2 separate regions of the Sus scrofa genome follow, and region 2 is linked to region 1. The links are chromatin contacts, called in public HiChIP or PLAC-seq maps. All regions are on one chromosome and are shown on one strand. The core of a region is the stretch at or near the end of the contact, and the rest is flanking DNA. Distances in the headings are between cores, read along the strand shown. Region 1 overlaps LAT2 (linker for activation of T-cells family member 2). Region 2 overlaps GTF2IRD1 (general transcription factor II-I repeat domain-containing protein 1).

What was found. HiChIP or PLAC-seq counts read pairs in DNA pulled down with a chosen protein or histone mark.
Region 2: a contact with region 1 is called in an H3K27ac HiChIP or PLAC-seq map of alveolar macrophages. The contact joins two enhancer-like sites. A contact is called at or near these places in 1 of 47 Hi-C or Micro-C datasets (liver) and 1 of 2 datasets of contacts at active chromatin or transcription factors (alveolar macrophages).

Annotation. Positions count from the first base shown.
Region 1 is chr3:11,370,103-11,376,315 of Sscrofa11.1, reverse strand. It overlaps LAT2 (linker for activation of T-cells family member 2), which reads right to left. Exons shown (of 13, transcript NM_001243411.1): 13 at 4,220-4,977. RFC2 (replication factor C subunit 2) reads left to right here. Exons shown (of 11, transcript XM_021086337.1): 10 at 1,175-1,288; 11 at 2,406-2,827. The coding sequence ends at 2,516. Among named protein-coding and RNA genes, the nearest start is that of LAT2, 19 kb to the right of the region's middle. Within about 2 kb of position 3,320, at least 5 of the 83 cell types and tissues checked have an H3K27ac peak or open chromatin away from gene starts, as enhancers often do. A contact at or near this core is called in alveolar macrophages, where this site is marked.
Region 2 is chr3:11,642,154-11,648,366 of Sscrofa11.1, reverse strand. It overlaps GTF2IRD1 (general transcription factor II-I repeat domain-containing protein 1), which reads right to left. Exons shown (of 26, transcript XM_021086345.1): 23 at 4,250-4,327; 24 at 1,404-1,596. Among named protein-coding and RNA genes, the nearest start is that of GTF2I, 12 kb to the left of the region's middle. Within about 2 kb of position 2,971, at least 14 of the 83 cell types and tissues checked have an H3K27ac peak or open chromatin away from gene starts, as enhancers often do. A contact at or near this core is called in alveolar macrophages, where this site is marked.

The DNA of each region.
Region 1 (6,213 bases), core at 2,071-4,570:
CGCCAGATCCTTAACCCACTGAATGAGGCCAGGGGTTGAACCTGCATCCTCATGGATACTAGTCAGATTCGTTTCCACCGAGTCATGACGGGAACTCCTCCACTGCATTCCTAAATGAGGCTGGGCGCTGGGCACGCTCTGCAGGTCAGAAAACAGACTCAGAGGCCAGACCCCATGCTCTAAATCCCACTGCTTAAACTTAATATACTTGCATCCCTGGCCTGGGGAACATCTGCACGCAGCAGGCACAGCTTAAAAAAAGATTAATAGAGCCCTCTCTCTTCCTGAAGAGCCTGGGAATGGGCGCTCTGGCCCCAGAGCCTGGTCTGGTGAGCCGATTCCAGTGGGCATTTTTGGGGTTCAGGTGATGCTCCAGTCCCCGTGGGCGGCAGTGCTGTGATCTGGGGCTGTTGGTCTGATCACAGCCCATGCCCTCCCCCTCCCGCCACCAAACTAAGCTAGGAGTTGACTGGGTTTAGGACAGGGCCAGACCTCACATGAAACCGGGGACAGGGTACTCGGCCTGAAGGAAGCCAAGCAAAGGCACAAGCAACCCCCGCCCCCCAGAGTCTGCTATCGGAGTTGGGCGGCTGAGGGTTGGAGCTGGGCTGGGGTTGAGAAGGCAGGAGGCAGGGACCACTGCGGTCATCACTGCAGGGCTAATCGTGCAGGGGCTGTGTGTCGTGAGGGGCCGCTGGGCAGAGCACAGCTGACACTTACACAGGTACTGTAGGGGACGATTAATGGTGTGCTTTTAAGGAGTTCCCGTAGTGGCTTAGCCCTTAACAAACCCGACTAGTATCCATGAGGATGCAGGTTCGATCCCTGGCCTCACTCAGTAGGTTAAGATTCCAGCATTGCCTTGAGCTGTGGTGTAGGTCGCAGATGTGGCTCGGATCAGGCATTGCTGTGGCTGTGGTATAGGCTGGCAGCTGGAGCTCTGATTGGACCCCTAGCCAGGAAACCATATGCTGCGGGTGCGGCCCTAAAAAGCAAAAGCAAAAAAAAAAGTAGTGTATTTGACGCCTTAGCTAAGGGTGTTAGAGTGCAGAGTAGGAGATGATCTTGCAGTGGTTTAATCTGTTTGTGGTGTCATCTCTGCCTGCTGGGAAGATCCCCCAGCGTCCCTGTCCTTTACCGTGTGACACAGCCCCGTGTGTTTCCTTTTGCCCAGATCCTCGCTCACCTGTGGCATCTTGGCTATTCCCCGGAAGACATCATTGGCAACATTTTTCGAGTGTGTAAAACCTTCCAGATGGCAGAATACTTGAAACTGGAGTTTATTAAGGTCAGTGAGCGACAAGCAGTGTCTCTCTCCTCAAGAATGTGGGCCACGCTGTGGTTTGCTCTGTTTTTCTGTTTTACTTCCAGGCGCCTGGAAGATGATCAGTAAGTGTTTAAACCAGTCTTGCCAGGCAGTGACCTGGTGTCCCTCAGAGTGACTCTCCTCATCAGAGGGGTAGTTATTTGTTTTATCCTTTCTTTTTTTTTTTTTTTTTTTTTTTTGGCCACACCCATGGTGTGTGGAAGTTCCTGGGCCAGGGATTGAATCTGGGCCCCTGCAGTGACAATACTGCATCCTTAACCCAACTGTGCCACAAGGGAATTCCAAGTCTACCCATTTTTAAATTGGATTGGGTTCTTGAGTTTTGAGTATTCCTTTTTTTTCCTCTCTTTTTAGGGCCACACCCATGACACATGGAGGTTCCCAGGGCACGGGGGCAAATTGAGGCCAGCCTATGCCACAGCCACACCAGATCCGAGCCATCTCTGCAACCTACACCATAGCTCACGGTAACACCGGATCCTTAACCTACTGAGTGAGGCCAGGGATCAAAAACCTGAAACCTCATGGTTCCTAGTCGGATTCATTTCCGCTGTGCCACGGCGGGAACTCTAGACAGGTGTTTTATATTGTCTCTTAGAGTTCCCCTTGTGGCTTAGTGGGCTAAGAATCTAATTAGTATCCATAAGGATGCAGGTTCAATCCCTCGCCTCACTCAGTAGGGTAAGGATCCAGAATTGCCATGAGCCGTGGTATAGGTCGCAGATGTGGCTTGGATCTGTTGTTGCTATGGCTGTAGTGTAGGCCGATGGTTACAGCTCTGATTTGACCCCTAGCCTGAGAACTTCCAGATGCCCCAAGTGTGGCCCTAAAAAGATTAAAAAAAAAAAAAATCTGTAAATGTTTTCTCCCAGTCTGGCTTTTTTTGTTTTTTCTTTTTCTTAGCTGTACCTTTCCAAGAAATCTCAGCATCCTTTTAGGAAATAAGTTGAACCTCAGATCATCCAGCTGGAGTTTTGAGTTCACGGCATCCGTTCTGAGCAAACCATTCACTCAGGTTTTAAAAACTAAACTCCTCCCTCACTTAATAACCAGATTTGCATTTGACTTTTTTCCTCAGGAAATCGGATACACTCATATGAGAGTAGCAGAAGGCGTGAACTCCCTTTTGCAGATGGCAGGGCTCCTGGCCAGGCTGTGTCAGAAGACAGTGGCCCCGGTGGCCAGTTAGAGCAGAGAACCAGCTGACGGGCTTGCAGGAGGAGCCTTTGCCGCTGAGAGGCCGAACTCACAGCCTTCCCATTCAGAAAAAGTATTGCGGGGGACCAGCCCTGGCGTATGGCCTCCTGGCCTTCACCTTGCTTCCAGCTAAGCCCCACTGCTCCGTGCGCGTCTCTCTCAGCCTCATGCTGTGGTGACCACGTGGAAAGGCCCTGAGACCCTCCAGGGCACAGCTCCTGATCCGTGCGTATGTTGGCATTTTACTAATAAAACTGTCCAGTTTTGCCGGCAGTAACATGGCAGTGCCAGGCTACAAGGAAAGCCGCCTCCTGTTTCTCTGCACGTCCCTAGCGTCCTGCAGGTAGAAGGGTGATTTCAGTAACAGGCTGCACAGGCTAACGTAAATTTTTCTAGAAGCCGAGAGGACAATTCCACAAGGTGAGGTGCGGTTTGCTATAATTTACCGACTACTCAGCGTTGCCCGGGGCTTCAGAAGGGACTTGGCCAGAGTGGCCGAGGAGGGTGGCGCAGACGGGCCCGGGAGCGCCTGCCAGGTCCCCCGTCTGTGCAGCTGCGTGTCCTTTGTGTGAGGATTTCCTAGTGAATTTGGTATTAATTTGTAGAATTGTTTCTCTTGCCTTTGGGGGGGGGGGTGGCAGGGCAAGGTGCCGTTTTTTTCATTTTTAAAAATTCTGAAAAAAGTAGCAGTTAGACATGAAGCAGAGACTGAGAGAATGAACTTTCACATCCTCAGCCTCTGTCTTAACAGCTTCACCAGCACGTGGCCAGCCTGTTCCTTCCGCATTCCCACTCGCGCCCTACCCCGTGCCCACATCTGCTCTGAGGCCAACCCCAGGCAGGGTTAGGCGTCCCCAGAGCACGCTGTGGAACGGCCAAGGGAAAGGCGCCAGGGAGACCGGCTGTGGGGGTTCGCCTTTTGATTGGGGGGGAATGAAGGTCCTCCAGATGGGTGTGGGGGAGCTGTACCGACTGCCTTGGCTGCCTTTTTAGTCTTCTGCTTGCCTGGAGCCCCGGGATCCTCGTGGGGTAAGGGGATGCCGTGTGCCCGTCATGGAGGTGAGACCCCAGCTTCCCACACTCAGGGACAGCGGGGCGACCCCTCCCCCTGGAGCCCCTCCCAGCCCTGCCGCATCTGCATTCAGGCCTGAGCTGTCCTCCCCGCACCGTGAGGTCAGGCCTGCTCGGCGGGAGGGAGAACGTGGCCCAGCAGCTGAGTTCTGGGTGTCTCTCCTAATTTCCCAACGTGCAGCATTAACACCTTCTTAGGGGAAATCGGTTTTGAGGAATTCCCGTTGTGGCTCAGTGGTTAACAAATCCGGCTGGGAACCATGAGATTGTGGGTTCAACCCCTGGCCTTGCTCAGGGGGTTAAGGATCTGGCATTGCCGGGAGCTGTGGTGGAGGTTGCAGATGAGGCTCGGATCCTGTGTTGCTGTGCCACAGGCCCGAAACTGTAGCTCCCATTCAACCCCTAGCCTGGGCACCTCTGTATGCCATGGGTACGGCCCTAAACAGACAAAAGGGGGGAAAAATAGTATTGATGCAACATCTGGAACGAGGGCTGGACCCAGGGACCAAGTTCTGTCCCCAGCCCTCTCTCCTGGCCTCTGGGTCCGGTTCTGTAAGAGGCCTGACCTTCATTCTCCTAGAAGGTTCTGCACAAAGCAGGAGGAAGAGACAGGAGGGTCACTGCTCTTAAACTGGAACAGTTTATTGAGACATTTTTGGTTGGATGAGGCATTTTGACTCGTGTTTCTGACGTGGGCCCCTGCCCTTCACATGAGACAGTCACGTTTCTGCCCCATCAGCTGAGGATTTAGGGCATCCAGGTGACGTCACTCAGGGCCACTCGGGTCTGCCTGCCTTTCTCCAGAACCGACACGCTCTCCGTCCACAGCAGACGCTCCCATCCAAGGGTCGTCAGGATGGCTCAGGGCCGCGTCTCGAAATCAGTCAACAAAGAAGGGCACACAGGACTCCCCTAACTGCTGACGTTTAGTACCTGTAATGCTTGTAGGAGACCAGATAGACACAGACCTCTGCCCAGAGGCGCAGAGCGTTACATACAGTCCCACCTCTATAAGTTAACTGTGCAAGCTTATCCATCACGAAAAAATCCCAGCAACTGACATTAGTAAGCAATTTTGGGATCAAGATCCAAAGCAAAAAAGGACATAAACACCCATGTAGTACATTTTAAGTGTGGTTAAGGAGATGCTACCGCCTAAAGTCCTGGGCATCATACCACCGTGGCAGCTGCCCTGGGTGCCAGGCTCCTGCCCCGCCCACGGGAGCCGGTCAGAGGGCCATTCCTGGGCAAGTGTCTGCTCCTGGGCTGGGTGCCCGGTGGCCTGATGGGTGGTCCTCCAGGAACAGCTGGGGAGAGTCTAGAAGTTGAGCAGCTCTGGAGAAGGGATCCTGGGGGGGTGATGATAAATGGTTCCTGGGCTCCTTCAAAGAAGAGGCAAAGGGTTAATGAAGAGGTGTGCCTGGCCCAACACTGTCGCCTCAGCCCCTGAGTGACCGGCCCCGGTCAGAGGAGGATGCACAGTGATGGGCAGGTCCAAGGAGTGTAGAACACGCCCTTCGAGCAGCCTTAAGCATACTCCAAGAGCTGCTTTTTTTTGGAAACCCTGACTGCTCATTGGTCCTGGCCGAGGTCTGGGTTGCTTGGACCTGCCTTGGGTGCAGAAATGCCCTCTGCATGGTGGCAGTGGCCTTTGCTGGCATGTGTCCTGTAACCGGGACCATCAAACCACGTCCTCTCCCTTACACCCGAGAAGGGACCTGACCCTGACCCAGGGTATCAGGCCCTAATTTCACTCTGCCTTTGGCCTTGCACTTCGACCTACTAGAGCACAGGGATCAGGCCGCCGGTGTGGACGCCAACCTGTGGTATTCAGACCCTTCTCTGTGTGGGATCCAGGGTGTAAATTTCACACAGCCATAGCCTTGAACCTCTCATGTCATTTGTCAGCGTGCAACATACTCTAATTTCTTTCATCTCAAAAAGCTGCATAGATGACATATTATGTATAAAAAACCCTAAAGACTACACAAAAACCATTGGAAGTGACAAATTCACCAAGATAGCAGAATATACAAGATAAGCATACAGATGTAAGTTGCATTTCTTTATGCTAACAATGAGATACCAGAAAAAGTTAAAAAATAAAAAATTAAATTAAAAAAAATGGAGTTCCCATCGTGGCTCAGTGGTTAATGAATCCGACTAGGAACCATGAGGTTGCAGGTTGATCCCTGGCCTTGCTCAGTGGGTTAAGGATCCGGTGTTGCCGTGAGCTGTGGTGTAGGTTGCAGATGCGGCTCGGATCCCTCGTTGCAGTGGCTGTGGTGTAGGCCGGTGGCTATAGCTCTGATTCAACCCCTAGCCTGGGAACCTCCATATGCTGCAGGAGCAGCCCTAGAAAAGGCAAAAAGACTTTAAAAAAAAAAAAAAAAATCCCTTTTAGGAGTTCCCATTGTGGTTCAGTGGAAATGAATCTGACTAGTACCCATGAGGTTACAGGTTCAATCCCTGGCCTCGCTCAGTGGGTTAAGGATCCAGCATTGCTGTGAGCTGTGGTGTAGGCCAGCAGCTACAGCTCAGTTTGACCCCTAGCCTAGGAACCTCCATGTGCCACAGATACAGCCCTAAAAAATATGTAAATATATAAGTAAAAAGTC
Region 2 (6,213 bases), core at 1,722-4,221, 270 kb before region 1:
TTTCCATGTGCTTCAGACGGGGCCAACAATAAAAAAATTTAAAAAAATAAGCAAATACCCATGAATGCTTCAGATGAAAGGGGTTAGAATCAGGACACCTGGTGCTGCAAATTGAAAGCTCGTGGCCCTGCAAAATTCAAACACTGAAACCTCCTCCCCGCAGTGTGGGGGTTTCTGTTGGGAGGTGATGAGGCCAGGAGGGTGGCGCCCTCATGAACAGGACTAGGGCCCTTTGAAAGAGGCCCCAGGGGGCCTCCTGGTCCCTTGCGCCATGTGAGGACTCGGCGAGAAGTGGGCCACCCTTGAACCAGGAACACGGCCTCACCAGACCCCCAATGTGCCGGCGCCCCTTGGACTTCCCAGCCGCCACAACTGCGAGAAATCCGTTTCCACTGTTAAGCCCCCCGGCCTGTGATGCTCTGCTCCAGCAGCCTGAGTGCACTGGGACCCGGGTCTGGAGCCCAGCTGACCCACTGTGACCTAGACCATCCTTTTCCTCACTCTGGTATATGTTTCCTTTTTTTTGTGTGTGTGTGTGTGTGTGTCTTTTTGCCATTTCTTGGGCTGCTCCCGCGGCATATAGAGGTTCCCAGGCTAGGGGTCAAATCTGAGCTACAGCTGCCGGCCTACACCACAGCCACAGCAACGTGGATCCCAGCCGTGTCTGCAACCTACACCACAGCTCACGGCCACACCGGATCCTTAACCTGCTGAGCAAGGCCAGGGATCGAACCTGCAACCTCGTGGTTCCTAGTCGGGTTTGTTAACCACTGAGCCATGAAGGGAACTCCCCCCATTTTTTTTTTTTTTTGGCTGTGCCTGAGGCATATGAAAGTTCCTGGGTCAGGGATCGGACCCAAGCCAGAGCAGAGCAGTAACCAGAGCCACAGCGCTCACAATGCCGGACTCTTTGCTTGCTGAACCACCAGGGGACGCCTCAGTTTCCTCATCCTTAAGAGGAGCGTGCTGGAGTTCCCGTTGTGGCTCAGCGGTAACAAACCCAACTAAGGATCCAGGAGGACGAGGGTTCAATCCCTGACCTCGCTCAGTGGGTGAAGGATCTGGTGTTGCCATGAGCTGTGGTGTAGGTCGCAGACGAGGCTCAGGTCTGGCATTGCTGTGGCTGTGGCTGTGGCGTACGCTGGCAGCTGCAGCTCCGATTCTGCCCCTCGCCTGGGAACCTCCATATGCCACAGGTGCGGCCCTAAAAAGCAAAAAAAAAAAAAAAAAAGAGGAGAGTGTTCAGCTGGCCTGTCTCCTGGATTCTGTGCAAGTGAAAGGGCCCCCCTCCCTCCTTTTCTCTCTCTCCAACGCTTGGGTGGGCGTGCTTTGGGGGTTCCCCCCCCCAGATCCCCGCAGCACCCTCCTCCACGGCCCCGCCCCCAGCTGCTGGGGACACTCACTGGAGCTGGTTGATGATGACCATGCGGACATGCTCGCGGGCCCTCAGGATCTTCTCCAGCCGGTGTATGTCATACGTGTTGGGGTTCCGGAAAGGGATGTCATCAGGCAGGCCCGTGACCTCGACGGCGTCGGGGCTGTCTCGGATCAGTTTGTAAGGGACCAGCACAGGCCGGTTCAGGCCCAGGGCCTCACCTAGAGGGCACGGGGGTCAGGGCAAGGGACCCTGTCAAAGCCAAGCTCTCTGGGGGAAGGGCGGGGATGCAGCCCCACGCAGCAGCCACCACACCACAGAGAGCTCACACGTCAACACACACATCCCTTAAAAAAAACATCCAGTTAGCAAAACTAAAAATCCCACACCCAACACTGACAGCGAAACAGGTACTTTTACACCTGCCCAGTGTGCACACCCGGACCTCCCACTAACATTGTGTCAGGGAAAGTAAGTCCTGGAGTTCCCTGGTGGCTCAGTGGGTTAAGGATCCGGCATTGTCACTGCTGTGGCTTAGGTCATTGCTAGAATGCAGGTTTGATCCCTGGCCTGGGAGCTTTCACATGCCTCCAGTGTGGCCAAAAAAAAAAAAAAAAAAACCACACCTGGGAATTCCTGTTGTGGCGCGGCAGAAACGAATGCAACTAGTGTCCATGAGGTTGTGGGTTCGATCCCTGGCCTTGCTCAGTGGGTTAAGGATCCGGCATTGCTGTGAGCTGTGGTGAAGGTTGTAGATGCAGCTCAGATCTGGCGTTGCTGCCCGGCAGCTGCAGCTCCGATTAGACCCCTAGCCTGAGAACATCCATATGCCGCAGGTGCGGCCCTAAAAAAAACAAAAAAAGGTCCTTACTTAAGTATTTATGGATGAAATGACATGATGTCTCAGATTCCTTTTTTCCTCTTATGGTCACACCCCATGTCATATGGAAGTTCCCAGGCTGGGGGTCAAACCTGCACCTCCACAGTGACTGGAGCTGCTGCAGCCAGATTTTTTTTTTTTTTTTTTAAGTATAGTTGATTTATAACATTGTGCCAATTTCTGCTGTGGTCGAATTCTTTTTTTTTGGGGCCGCATCTGTGGCATATGGAAGTTCCCAGGCTAGGGGTCGAATCGGAGCAGCAGCGGCCAACCTACGCCACAGCCGCAGCAACTGGGGATCTGAGCTACATCTGTGACCTACACCGCAGCTCACAGCGACGCCAGATCCTTAACCCACTGAGCGAGACCAGGGATTGAAGCTACATCCTCAGGGATACTAGTCAGGTTCATAATCTGCTGGGCCACAACGGGAACTCCCTTAGGTTTGTTTTAAAATACTAAAACTATCAAAGCGAGCCTGAGGAAATGGATGAAATAAAATTGGCAAAATGCTGGTAAGTGCAGAAGCGGGGCGGGGGATGGTTGCATGGTGCGTCACTGCCTTGTTCTCTCTGGTTTTGTATGTTTGAAAACTGACTCCAAAATAAGAAGTGAAAAAGACACCGCAAACCACGAGCAGAGTTCCTGTTAGTCTCAAAATGAACCCCCCGCCTGCCCGCCTCTCCTCCCTCATTGGGATCCGCCTCCCACCAGCTCCCGTGCCTGGTCCCAGGCCCTCCTGCCTTCGCCCTGCTCCCTGAGCGGTTCCCTCCGCCTGGCAAACTTCTCTCTGATGTTTGTCCCCTCCTGACATTCAAGTCCTGGTGAAAACGTCCCTGGAGTTCCTGCTGTGGTGCAGTGGGTTAAGGATCAGAGTCAGTCCCTGGCCCAGGAACTTCCACATGCCATGGGTGCTCCTAACAAACAAAACAAACTAGGAGTTCCCGTCGTGGCACAGTGGTTAACGAATCTGACGAGGAACCATGAGGTTGCGGGTTTGGTCCCTGGCCTTGCTCAGTGGGTTAAGGATCCAGCATTGCTGTGAGCGGTGGTGTAGGTCGCAGATGTGGCTCGGATCCCGCGTTGCTGTGGCTCTGGCGTAGGCCGGTGGCTACAGCTCTGATTTGACCCCCAGCCTGGGAACCTCCATATGCCGCAGGTGCAGCCCTAGAAAAGGCAAAACGAACAAAAACGAAAAGAAAAACAAAAACAAACCAAAAAAACAAAACTCAAAAGTCCCTTCCTGCAAGGAGCCTTCTTGTTCACTGGTCCAGACGGGCTGTGACGACTCCCGTCTTAGCCGCAGCCTCCTCCCCCCACTTCTCCATTGGCCTGTTTTCCTGTCACCCTCTGCAATTCTTCTCTTTTTCCTACTGTCTTCTCTGCTACAGTACGAAGTGGAGATGATACTAATACATTCATCGCAAAGGACATGTAGAGCGAGCACCTGGTACCGCCTGGTTCTCAGTCATCTAGAAAACGCTCAACCCGTGGTAACAGTATTAGCAACTGCACCATCCTGGCTTCCGCCCTGGCACCTGGATGCCTTCTGCACAGGACCTGGAACCTCTCATTATTCCACCGCCAATTCCTCCCCCTACACTGAGGCCCCTGACGGCAGGGTCAGACCTCCCCCCCGCCTGGAATCTCAGGGCTGAGAGACAGCTGGGCAGACAAGCGTCTGCATGAACAAGCACTTGGCTGTGGGCCACGGCCTTTGCCACACAGCCCAGCGCTAGAGGAGCAGAAATGCTGACTGCCGTCCTTGCCGTGTGCACTGCGGATCGGGGGTTTTTCTCCTTTCTTGGATGGGAGAATGAGGGGTCAGCTCCCGACCGTCATGGGCAGGGCCACTATGTCCCCAGGGAGCGGGCAGGCCAGCTGGGGGCATCTGGAGGCCAGGCTGGCTGCGGAGGGCAGGGGTCTCCTCTCCCCAAGGAAGGCAGCCCCCCACCCCCCCGCCACGACCCTGCCCTCCCCCGAGACGCACTGACCGTATTTCTCGTTGAAAAGCTCCTTCACCTGCTCCCGGAGGATCACCTTCTCCCCGAGTCTGTTGGCATCATCTTCATCTGCGAGAGGAAGACAAGGGGGCACAAGGGTCAGTGTGGCCTCTGCCAGCGGACACGCTTCTTCTCCCACGTGGCGGCCCAGACCCTCACCTGCGGGAACAGGCTCTCCAGGGCCCGCCCACGCCCCTGTGGTGGTTCTGGCCTCAGCTGTCTGTATATCCATCCACTCATCCCACATTCTCTGAACAGCTTCCCCAGCACAGGCCCCACGGCAGGCCCGGAGCACCCCGGGGGAGAGGGGGACCGTGAGCTTCCTCCCCGGGACTCAGAGCCTGGCGGGGATGGTACCCGGTCATAGCGCCCACCCAGCAGTACAGCCTGGACCGGGGCACCTACCCCGTCTATGCAAGTCTGGGGAGGCCCCTGGGAGAGCAGAATGCTCAAGGGACCTCCTGGGAAGCGAGTGACAGATGGGGTGTGGGTGGGAAAAGACCCCAGATGTAGGACTGGCCCAAACGAGGGCACCGAAGGGTGAAAGGTCACGGTATGCTGGGTGCGGCTAGAGCAGGTGGTGGTGTCAGGGGAGGGGCGGGGACGGGTCCAGCGTGGCGTGTGCCAGCCTGATCAAGCTGGGTTATCAGGAACTACGCTGGCTGCCTCACCCACCAAGAACCCAAGGCCTGTGACCGGGGAGACAGGCACATTTTGAGGGTGTAGGGGCTGCACACACTTCCTGCTTGGACCCTGTGCTCCCCTCGGCCCTCTCCTGGGCCTTGAAGAGCAGCTGGGGTCAGTGGAGCCCCAGACACGGGGCCTGGCTGGGCCAGGAGAAGCGGGGAGTGAATGGGACGGAGAAGGTCTGGGCACCTGCGGGCCTGTGCCCCGCGTTGCGGGGTAGCTGGAGTTCCGGGAAGGGCCCTGCCTGGGCGCCCTCGAAGAGATCCCACTGGCTGGGTCTCTGCGGCGGGGCGTGGGGAGCAGACTGGGAGCAGGCAGGGAGCCAGGGCCTGGGGGCTGAGGCAGGAAAACCACTCCCGTTTTAATCTGGAAGGTCTCACACAACCCGGTTCCATTTAGGAGGCCAACTCGGGGACCGCGTCTGTCTCCCAGGCCGGGGCTCTGTGCCTCTGGGACTCTCTGCCATCCCGGCCTGCACATCACAGCCCAGCCGGGGGCCCGGCCTCCCCACGCACCACTGGGGAAGGAGCCTCCCAGCCCAGTCACCTCCCCACTACCTGACACCCCTCCTCCTTGAGCGGCTGCCCAGGGCCACCCAGTCCCCCTGTAACCCACACTCCTGCCGTTGGGCTCTAGACCAGCTCTTCAGCCTCGACCAGCCAGCCGCCCAGGAGCCCACGAGACACGGCAAACGTCCAGCATCCCTGATAACATCCTCCTCCTGCACCCCCATCTCTGCCACACCAAGACCCCAAACTCAGCACTCTCGGGACCCTCTCTCTTGCCGCGTGCCCCCCCAACAGCCCTGCCGGTGGCCTTCAGGACCCCGGATGTGGCAAGAATCACCCTGCCCCTTCTCCAGCTCTGCAGACAACCATGACAGAGCCCCGGGGGCCAGGGCCACCTCGAGCCTGCAGGGAGGTGGAGGGTATTTTCTATCTATCTATCCCCTTGTCACCAGGGAATCGCCCTGGTGGCCGGGTGTCTGCACAGGCGAGGCAGAACAACAGGCCAGGGAACACACACCTGGGATTCACCCAGCCTGTGCCGGACGCTCTGCTGGCAGCTTTCCCAGACACGCTCATAGCCGGGCCTCACCACAGCCAAGGACACAAAGGTTCAGGGAGCTTAAGTCACCTGCCCAAGGCTAAGTCACCTGAGGCCTGGCACTGAGCTGGGAGAATCCAGTGATAGCTCAGGTCCTGGGCCTGGGAGTCTGCCCTCAGGGAGCACGCCTGTGTCTCTGTGGCTGCTCCCTGACTTCTCCC